Regions from separate parts of the Triticum aestivum genome. Here region 1 is linked to region 2. The links are chromatin contacts, called in public Hi-C maps. All regions are on one chromosome and are shown on one strand. Each heading gives the region's core, a stretch centred on a gene start, on an enhancer-like site or on the middle of the called end of the contact. The rest is flanking DNA. Distances are from core to core; before and after follow the strand shown. Region 1 holds the start of LOC123147503 (succinate dehydrogenase [ubiquinone] iron-sulfur subunit 1, mitochondrial). Region 2 holds the start of LOC123147501 (protein STICHEL-like 2).

Region 1 (5,775 bases), core at 2,755-5,254, 340 kb after region 2:
TAGTGAAAACGGTTCGAGATTTGGACGCACGGTTTAAAAGATAAAACGTTTTGAATAAACGAATCTACGAAAAAAGGGAAAACTTCCAGGTTGCGACAAGTGACATGTTGCATGTGCGCCACTTGCCGCGATCTGGGAAAGTGGAGTGTTCTTTGCAACGAGTACTCCTTAATTGGTGATTTCGCAAACAAACAGTCCAGCCCAAAAAAGACAAACAGTCTAACAGGCCCGACAGAAACAACTGAAGAGATGAAAGAGGAAAGTATCGTTTTCCCCCTGAAATCCTCTCTGATGGATCAATTCCCCCCTCAACTCTAATACCGGATCAATCAGCCCCTCAAATCTCTAAAACCGGACCAATTCCCCCCTAAAGTGGTTTTGAACTTGATTTTGAGTGGTTTTGACCCAGACCGCGTACCCGCTCTGCTCTCCTTTGTTTCGTCTCGCTTCAGGTGGTGCCAGTCAGCATCGTCGAGTACGCGCTCCAGGGCTCCGCCTCCTCCCCGCGCGACGCCTCCACTGACTCATCCTTGTCCTCCTCCACCTCTAGCTGCTAGGCCGGGAACGAGAAGAGGATGAACTGGAGCTCCTTCGACATCGGCGAGTACCATGTGGCCGTCGCGCAGTGGTGCCGGGGCGAACGCGGCCACGCAGACCGGCGAGAGACGCCGTCGGCACCGGGGCCCAGAGCCGTCTCCGCCACAAGAGCCTACGACGGAGCTCGAAGACGACGAGATCACGTTGCCGCCATCCTCCAGCAGCCCCGACACGCTGGAGACGCTCATCGAGAACGACGCCTGCGTGGTTGCCGCCTCGAACACCGTCGCCGCTCGTCGGGAGGAAGAGAATGCGGGCTTAGTGCAGCAGAGCGTGATCACGGGCGGCCGGATGAGCGCGTCGACGGTGCTGATGCAGTTCGTCTCCTGCGCTGGCCAAGCGGGACGCCGGTCAGTGCGGTGCGAGGCACACAGAGCGGTTCCCGCACTGGGCAGTCGGACTTGAGCAGGAGCATGGCATCAGATGGCTTCTCGGGAAGCATCGGCGTCCGTGTAGGCATGGAGTGGGAGTACTTCTGCGGCAGCCTGGTCGAGACCATGAAGACGGCAAGCGGCGAGCATGCCAGCCACGGAGGCGAGCTGGGCGCACTGAAGACGCGAAGTGCACAGCCATAACCGAGAGAAGTGCACGATCTGGGTCAAAACCACTCAAAATCAAGTCCAAAACCACTTTAGGGGGGAATTGATCCGGTTTAAGAGATTTGAGGGGTTGATTGATCCGGTATTAGAGTTGAGGGGGAAATTGATCCATCAGAGAGGATTTCGGGGGGAAAACGATACTTTCCTCGAGAAAAAACAACAAAAGCCCACAACTCAAGCCCATAACGATGGAAATCAAAACCCAGCAACTAAGGAGACAAAACGGGCCAAATCTTATGGTAGATGACATGATTCTAAAAAAAGATGGTAGATGACATCAGCCGACTATCCCAGTTGACTGATTCCTAGACTCAACCTTATTACAATGGTCTAAAAAATTCTCATGCATGTTCATCGTGCCAACCACGCTAGTATGGAGGCGTGCGGAAATTTGGCTCCACCTTGTCATGTACATGTTCTCTTTTCAACAACTTTTCCATCACTTGATTTCTTAACTGTCTCAGCTTCAGTAGCGTCAACAATTGGTGATGCCACGCCCGTATCAGTACCTGTTGGATGCTTAAACGACACATGCCATTGCGTGTTAGAAGGTTTTTCCCCGAAAAAGAGATAAAGACGATGACGAACACCAGTGGATCCTTTTTAGGTAAGGGTAACTAGTCTATGAGAAAGTCGGGCGGCATTATATCTCTCTTATAGCGAGACCTACCATGCTCTCGCATCACACGCCTCACTTAATGGGCCGGCCCAGGCCCGTGGGAGGCCACAACCTATTTTTCATGTTTTATGTTTTCATTTTTCTTTCTTTTTTTCTTTTGTTTATGCTTCCAATATTCTAAATAAATATATTACAAAAAACACTCAACATAAGACATTTGAAAAAATGTTAAGCAAGCATTTGAAAATGCTAAATGTGTATAAAGAAAATGTATCTCATGTACACGAAAAATGTATACAAAAAATATACAGTTTGTGTGATAAAAGTTGATCATCTATTTAAAAAATTCTTAATCAAGCATATGGAAAACATGTTAAATAATATCTGAAACAGTTAATCTAGTATTTTAAAAATATTAAATATGTATATTAAATGTTGGTCATGTATTAAAAAATTATCAAACTTGTATTTGAAATATGTTAATCAAGCTTTTGAAAATGTGCATAGAAAAAAATTGATCATATATTAATAAAAAATCTTCTATTTGAAAATTATTAATCAAGCATTTGAAAAAAACAAAAGATGTGTATACAAAACAATGTTGACCATGCAATAAAAATATATTAACCAAGCACTTGAAAATGTTAAATGTGCATGAAGAAAATGTTCAGCATGTATATAAAAAATATAAAATATGGGAAAAAAGTTGATCATGTGTTTAGAAATTACTAAAAACGCATTTAAATAAATTAAACATGTATTTAGATTTTTTCAATCAAGCATTTGCATTTTTTAAAATGTCTATAGAGAAAATGTTGACCATGTAATGAAGAAATCTTAATCTTGTGTTTTGAATAATGTTAATCAAGCATTGAAAATGTCAAAATGTGTATAGAAGTTTTTTTTGACCATATATTTTGAACATGTTTGTTTTGTATTTAAAAAATGGTAATGAAGCATTTGAAAATATTAAAAAAAACTATAGAATATTTTTGACAATGTATTAAAAATTATGGAACATGCATCTTTAAAATGTTAATCATGTATTAGAAAAATGTTATTGATATCTAAAAATGTAGGCTGAAAACCAAAAGAAAAACCAAGAATAACAAAAAACTATGAAACCAAAAAAGGAAACTAAAAAACTAAAGAAAAAAGAAACGAAAAAGAGAACAAAGAAACAAGTGCAAAAAGAATGAAAGACAATGAGAACCTACACATAAATACAGAGAAACAAAAAAAACTGCTGAAATGCGTTGGAAACCAGGAAAGAAACAATAAACCCAAAAAATGAAGGAAATGAGAAAGAAAATAAAAAACAACAAATAGAAGAAAAACAGGCACACGAAAGAAAAATAAAAAAAGAAAACAAAAATCCAGAAAAAACCTAGAAAAGAAACAAAAAATAGATGGAAAAAAGAGAAACCCATGAAAACCGAGAAATAAATGAAGGAAATCGGTTGAAAACAAATAAAAATGAAAAAAAACGGTTGATGAAATAAAAGAATACGGAAGTAAGAATAGAAAAATGAGAAAAAAAAATCAAAGAAAGCGGTGCCAACGTGAGTGTCTCGATCGAGACCAGATCGAATGGAAAAAATGCAGACAAAACTGGGTCGTTCCAATGGCTAAACGCGGGGGGTTAGATTTCAGGCGACATCGACATATATCTTGTTATAAGCGTGATATAGTCCCCAGCGGCAAAAGTCTACATTAGAGTTTGGGGACTTGGGCGAGCAAGCCTAGGAAGCTCAAATGATTTTGGGCCAATTTGGGCATATTGATTTTCGTATTGTGAATGTTTTTTTTTCATATAGTTGGACAAACTTTACGTAGGCTGGCTTTAGACAAATCCTAGACCATTCTCGAATTCTCACACGAGGACGGACAACAGCGTCAAAACTTAAATAGAAGACCTGAAAAACGAGAGGAGGAAAAAGCTATACAAATCCCATAAAGCTTGGCGCTACGATGAAGTCATTTTCCCTAGCCAACTTTCCTTTGTCATCTTGCAAACGGCCCAGAGCTTGTCCACATCTCCACCCTCCCATCCACAAGAAGGCCCAACCCAAGCTTTCAGGAGCCCCACCTGTCAGTAACCCACCCCAACCCTAGAACCGCCATTCCTTTACCTCCATCTTGACCCCACATGTCATTCACCCATCAACGCCCGAGCATATATATACCCAGCTGGGCCTAAGCCCACCACGCGCCTCCTTCCCCTCTCCAACCTCCCAAAAATAAAGGAGAAAAAGTAGAGAGAGAGAGAGAGAGAGAAACGCGAAACCCCAAATCGATGGCCGCCGCCGCCCTCCTCCGCCGCTCGCCGGCGGCGCGCGCCCTCCTTTCGCCGGCCCTCTCCTCCCGCCTCGTCGCCTCCAAGCCCCACTCCTCATCCCCCGCGCCGCCGCCGCCCTCGTCGAAGCCCGCCAGCACCAAGACCTTCTCGATCTACCGCTGGGACCCCGACTCCCCGTCGACCAAGCCCCACCTCAAGGACTACAAGGTGGACCTCTCCGACTGCGGCCCCATGGTGCTCGACGCGCTCCTCAAGATCAAGAACGAGCAGGACCCATCCCTCACCTTCCGCCGGAGCTGCCGTGAGGGCATCTGCGGCAGCTGCGCCATGAACATCGACGGCGACAACGGGCTGGCCTGCCTCACCAAGATCTCCTCGGAGGCGGCCGGGGCCTCCACGATCTCGCCGCTCCCCCACATGTTCGTCGTCAAGGACCTCGTCGTCGACATGACCAACTTCTACAACCAGTACAAGAGCGTGGAGCCGTGGCTCAAGCGCAAGGACCCGCCGTCGGCCGGTGGGAAGGAGATCTACCAGTCCAAGGCCGACCGCGCCAAGCTTGATGGCATGTACGAGTGCATCCTCTGCGCCTGCTGCTCCACATCCTGCCCGTCCTACTGGTGGAACCCAGAGGAGTATCTCGGCCCTGCCGCACTGCTCCATGCCAACAGGTATACCTGCACCTCCCTCATAAGCTCTTGATATTGTGAATTGTGATGATATGCTTGAGTATGTTGCGTCTGTGTTTTGGATCTATGCTTGATCTGTTGGTGTGTCATGCTGTGCTTGCTGTGAAATGGTTATGAGATGATGCGTAGGGTGGTTCTATCTCGCTTAGGTAGTTTGGTGAGAAACTAAGTGCGTTTTATCTAGGAGAATGGTTCGCTGGTCTGATGTGGCGCTGAATTATTTGGTACGTTTATGCAATGATCATCTGTTACTTCTTTGCTAGCTCCCTGGCAAAGTGGTGTAGATGATCGTTTGTTGGATAGTGTGAAATTCCCGTTTGGTTGAAGATCGCCTATACATATTAAGGTATCAGTGATTGTTTATATTTTTAGGTCCATTTATGTAATGATAATCTGTTACATTTTTGCTAGCCCCCCTGTGAAGCGGTGTAGATGATCATTTGGTGGATAGTGTGAAATTTCAGTTTGGTTAAAGAATGACTGATACATTTTAAGGCATGAGTGACTGTTTGTATTCCTTTTTATCTGGTCTTTGGCTGATTGAACTGGAAGTTGATGCCACTGCTGGAAATAATCATGAGTTTGTAGTTTTAGTAGTCTGCTTCTTCATGACGTCGTGAGTCTTTTTCCTTACCTGATTCTTGATGACATTGGAAGCCCTCCCCCCAAGTAGTCTGATTCTTGACGAGGCCTTGATTTTGAAGTTACTTTTATTTGTGGTGGCCTCTCTTTCAGTATAGAGCATGCTAGTTTCCCTTTACCAGAAAATTATGGTTATGTTCTACCAAGATTAAAATGATAATTGTCTAATATATTTAATGCCTTTTGCTGTAAGCTTTAGGATGTTGTTAAGTCCATGACACGTTCACCCGTTCACCCTTTTTAGGCTTCCGCTGTGGGGGACGCTAATGAAACCGAAACCCAGCATGCTTCCGCTGTGGGGGGCGGTAATGAAACCAAAACCCAGCATGT
Region 2 (5,360 bases), core at 1,456-3,955:
CACGTCCACCTCAGCAGCTGAGAAGTTGCACAAATAGGGTTAGATGGATATGGAAATAATAGATCCATGTACTACACTGTAAGCTTATACACACACATAGGGATAGTGCTATAAATCGTCAACAAAATCGCAGATTTGTGTGCCGCTATGTCTCATGTAGCTCACACAACTTTAAAGTTTGCCCAGGAAGGGAAGTGGACGTACATGTATTTTTGCCAGTAACTTTCCTAACTTCTGAAGAATCTGAGGGGTGCTTCGCAGCTAAAATATCCATGATAAGATTTGCAAGCTGAGCCAATAGCTGCATGGGATCGACCTTTGAACTCAAAAGCTCCCTAGCCCTCCGGACAATGGTAGCAGCATCTGATGACATAGACAGATTAAGAAGATCAAGCAACTCTTCATCTGAGACATCACCTATCTGCCAAAATATAATTGGAGGTTATTTATAGGTCGAAAGAAGAAAAAAAGAAAACATATTTTCTGATGATATATATGAAGTTAGAGAGCTTGAGTAAATCAACTTACTAGGTCGTATGTCACTGATTTGCTGATCCTTTTTCCGAGCAGAGTTAGTTGGTCAAGCATTTGAACTGCATCCCGAATGGAACCACTTGCCTTGCGAGCAAGAAGCTCCAGCGCTTCGGCTTCGAACTCCATTCCTTCTTTTGTGCAAATCTTGCTCAATCGGCGGACAATCTCTGCATCGTCTATCTTGCAAAACCTATAGCTCTGGCACCATCCAGCGGAGTTGCTTGGTAGTTTATCAATGTCGGATGTTATCATGACAAATATTGAGCTTGCAGGGATCCCTTCAAGGCTACTGTAGATGGAGTACCAGCCCTCCTTATCCATATGTTGGCAATCATCTACAATAAGTACCTTGAAGTGTGAAGAAGCAGGAACTTCACAGGCATTCCTGAGCAAGACAGCAACTCTAGATTTGCAATCCAGTTTGGAAGCATCAACCTCTACCACACTGCTGCTGTTTCCTGAGAATATGGCCACGCATTCCTCGCAGTGCCCACAGGGCTGGTTCCCACCTGGAGAGAGGCAATTCAGCGCCGCTGCAAATACCCTAGCCGCGGATGTCTTGCCAATGCCATGCGGACCATGGAGGAGATAGATTGGAGCAAGCTTTCCTTGAGAAACGGCATTTGAAAGAGACTGTGCAACAACATCCTGTCCAGCCAGCTCAGAGAAGGACTTTGGCCGGTACTTCTGGAGCAAGCTTCTCGCGCCTTCCTGGGGCTCACTCCGACCGAGCTCTTCCCCTTCAATCACCAGAGAGAAAGCCCTGTCCTTGGCAGCTCTCGACATCCCAGGGATCGCAGAGCAGCAGTTCTGGTTATGAAGCGCCGCCTTCACCCGCGCGTTGGCCTTGATTATGTTGATCGGAGAGTTGGCGAGGCGGCCGCCAAACTCCTCCCTCCTCCTCTGGACATGATCATACATGTTGTAGCTGAAGCTGTGTCTGCCGTAATTGCTTGCCTCCACGTCATCTTCCTCGAGGGAACACCCCTCCCAGATGGTCTTCTTGGCCGAGAACTTGGCCAGCGAGTTGGTGTCTGGGTCCCTCAGAGATCTGGACCTCATGACGGCGACCAGAGCCCTCGAGATCGGGATATCAACCGAATGCCGCCTCCCCTCAATCATCTTGCAAGGCTTCCAATCAACTCCACAGGCTGGTTGTAGGACTGCAGACGGCTGAATCCTGCAATGCGGACGAGTGTTCAGGAACAATTTTTGACTTGTGGCAAGAAAAGCACATGCATTGCACGCTAGTAACAAAAAAAATTGAAACATGAAGCAGATCCCCCATCTAAAATTTCCATCTATTTTTAGATACTTGGTGACAGCAAATGCAGGCCTTTTTCTAAATAAATAAACAGGAAATGCAGGCCATGGACTGCGATTTTTTAGGAAACAAACTCCCTCCCGCTGCGATTTACCCTAAACAGTATTTACCACGCAGGTAATCAATCTTGGGAGCAGAAAAGGATAGAGATTGGGCGTACGGTTTTGAGCAAATCAATCTTGCACTGGTAAAAAAAAGTCGCAAAGAAGAAGATGGTAAATCGTGAATGCAGAATGCATCTAAGAAGAGAAAACAAGAGGAAAGAAAAAAACAACCTGGGAATAGAGGTTCTTGGAAGAAAAACCTGGCAGCGGGGGGGGGATTAAAAAGAGAGACGGGGGCGCAATTCCCCATAGAGGAATGCACCTCAAGAAGGCAAAGAAAAGAAAAGGAAGAATCAGAGAATCTCGGTGACACGCGAACCGAACAACCAGAAGGGAACCGAGCACGAACAGAAGAGGAAAGGTGGGGATTCGAACCGAAAGGAAGCTTACCCTACGTCCCTGCCACCCCGAAGCCGTCCACCGCCGCCGACGACGACGAGGAGGAGACGAAAAGCGGCACAGCCTTTAGGCACCGGCACCGCCACGCTCCAGTCCGCTCCCGGTATTTACCAGCACCGCCGCCGCCGCCGCATTAATGACGCGAGCGAAGCGGGGGGAGGCGGGGTGGAGGGGCCGCAGGAGCAAGAAGAAGACGAGGGGCAGCGCAGTGGCAGGGCGCGTAAATACGGCCGAAGTCGACGGATGGTTAGCCCCGCGAGGCCTGGGTGGAGACTGGCGTAGAGGAAATCGGAGGCCTGGCCGCGCCTCGGGCGGCGTGCCATCGCCCGTCGGTGGCTCTACAGCCGTAGATACCTGTGAAGAGCAGGGGCATGCTCATCTTTTGGCGAGAGGATGTCACGGCCGAATCGTAACGGACGGGGCAGTGTTGGCCGTGCGCCGAGTCCATGACAGGTTGGACCCTGGCCCACGCGTCGGCGACCGAGTGGAGCGTGAGCGACGGTGTGGCCGAGGGGGTGGCGTCAGATTTACTGTTGCTGATGCCGGGGGCTCGTGACCCCACCGCTTCTTGTGCTGTGCTCTGCTCGTCCTTTGCTCATCCTTTACTGCCAGAATAACTCTGTTTCGCCCAAAAGCAAAATTTGGCTTTCCTGGCATGGCCTCGTTTTTATTTCCTGCGTAAATTGCACGTCAAACGGCAATCACAGTAGTGCCGTTTGAAACGCCGGTTTTCCTAAAAAAAAATTATGGACCTAATTTGTTTGTTTGACAGCACGAAATTGTCCCTGTCAGAGGACATTTCGTCATCCCCCGGGTTTTGTCCAACTACACGCACGCACGGATGGTTGCCGAATTCGGAGTACAATTCTGAAGATTTGTGGAGATCAATCAAGAGGAAATTATGTGTTTCAGACGGAAATACTATGATAGCACAAGATTGTCTTTTTTGCCACCCGAGGACATTTCATCGTCGTCTGATTTTTTTTTTGTAGGACGAAATTATCTTTGGCGTAGTACTACTTGATTTGTTTATCATCTGATAATTTGGAGCCTACCCATGTTACGGAAACTGTGATGGTTGCACTGTTCTCTGTTTTGTATGCTACTATGCAGCACCCACCTTGAGCATTTGTTTCTTGTGCCAGGAGAGGAGAGGAGGATGGAATGGATGTCTGGGACCTTCTTTTCTCCGGAGCACATGTTCGTGGCATTATTTATCTCACTTCTTTTAACGGGGATACGACACCACGGGGGGACCAAGGTTAGTTGGGTGCGGCGATCGTGTTTACTCATTTTCTAATCACCGTTTCATTACTACCGCTAGTGATTAGGCAAGGGAGCTGGTGATGAGCTACAGTAGTAGTAGTAGTCTCGACTCTGCTCGCTGCGCTGCTGAAACAAATGTTGGCTTTTAATCATGAGATGAGATTACCCCACCCATTAAGATACGATCGCACCATCATGCCCGAATCTACAGGATAAGCATTCCCAAATCAGACAGTTCCTCATGCTTATCTTTTTCTTTGAAACATATACTATGAAGCTTAGCCGGCCTGTATTCTTAATCATGCTAGATCACTACAGTACGCTCATGTGATTAAAAACAGGAGCCTAACAGCGGCAGTGTAGCTCGCCGTGAAAAGGTCCCACTTTTGGTTTGGCCCTTGGTTTGGCTTCCATACAACCTATGGTCTAGGAGCCAACAGTGCTGAGCACGACACTAATAATATCCCGTCATACTGCATGCTCCTTCACCTCGATATAGGCACTTTCTTATGGGCACTAGAGTGGGAATTGATGAAGCGCACTAGTATTAAGCTAGGTAAAATGAATCACCATGACAAAGCATAATCGACAAAGCGCGGCGCTTCTACAGTGAGAATTGCTGGAATGGGCTGGGATGGAATCCCATGCATTGCATGCAATTCCGCTACGGACATGTGGCAGCAAAAGCTGAAAAGAATCCGTATCTTTCTTCCATCTCCACGCCCCATGCCACCACTCTCTCTCATTTTTCTCTCTATCTTGTTTGTGAAAAAGATGCACATGCACGAGCTGTGAAAGTCCGCAGTACAGAGAGAAGGGGGCCGTCTGCTGCGCTGTGTGTGACTGTTGGAGCAGACAGGACGTTCCATCCATCCATCTGTCCACGACACGGCAAATGCCAAGGGTAAAATCCAGCTTTCCTCGAGACACAAGAGAAGAGAACCCATCTTTACTGAACTGCATTGACTGGACACTGGTCGGTGCCCGTAGCTTTGTACTCCCTCCATTTCACAATGTAGTGCTTCCTCTATTCCCGTGCTTCAACTTTAACCGTAAATTTAACTGTTAAGACCAATTGCGGCGGGAGCAAAAATTATATCGGTGAATTCGCATTCGAAAGAAGTTTTCAATTATATAATTTTTTCTCCCGCCGCAGTTAGTCTCATTGGTTAAATTTATGGTCAAAGTTAGACCTCGGAAAACGCGGACGCATTATATTTTGAAATGGAGGGAGTATAGCAATGCTGCGGCTACAGTGGAAGATCTCCATGGAGGCAGCAGACGCAAGATTTTGTCAGGACGTAAACGCGCCATCAATGGAGTACTTTCCTGTCATTTGTAGGAGGACACCGGTCCTTGTTCTGAATCTCTGGGGAAAAATTTATGGAGGGGTAGACTTGAGGTTCAGAATCACATGGACCACTCGACCTCTAGTTTAACCACTTAAACCGGGCAGCCACGTTTCAGGGAAAGAGGAAGCGTATTTTGCACCCTAAAAGTCATTTTTGATCGCCATGGCAACTGAGGTTACAGTGGGAGATGGTCAACGGGCCAACTTTTGGCATGATCGTTGGTTGCTTGGACAATGCCCCAAAACCATTGCACCTGCTCTTTTCAAGATCTCAGCAAGAAAAAACAGAACGATCCATGAGGCGCTGCAGGCAGAAACTTGGCTCTCGGACCTTTCTAGGGGACTGACCGACCAAATGCTACCGGAACTGTTGCGGCTTGCG

The links. A called contact is a pair of places that touch in the nucleus more often than the background predicts.
Region 1: a Hi-C map of leaf shows a contact between it and region 2, with 6 times the contacts expected there. The contact joins the promoter of LOC123147503 here to the promoter of LOC123147501 in region 2. A contact is called at or near these places in 2 of 5 Hi-C or Micro-C datasets (both in leaf).

The regions. Positions count from the first base shown.
Region 1 is chr7A:452,449,719-452,455,493 of IWGSC CS RefSeq v2.1, forward strand. LOC123147503 (succinate dehydrogenase [ubiquinone] iron-sulfur subunit 1, mitochondrial) reads left to right here and starts at 4,005. Exons shown (of 2, transcript XM_044566775.1): 1 at 4,005-4,785. The coding sequence starts at 4,112.
Region 2 is chr7A:452,110,909-452,116,268 of IWGSC CS RefSeq v2.1, forward strand. LOC123147501 (protein STICHEL-like 2) reads right to left here and starts at 2,706. Exons shown (of 6, transcript XM_044566771.1): 1 at 2,353-2,706; 2 at 529-1,714; 3 at 205-421; 4 at 1-17. The coding sequence starts at 1,656.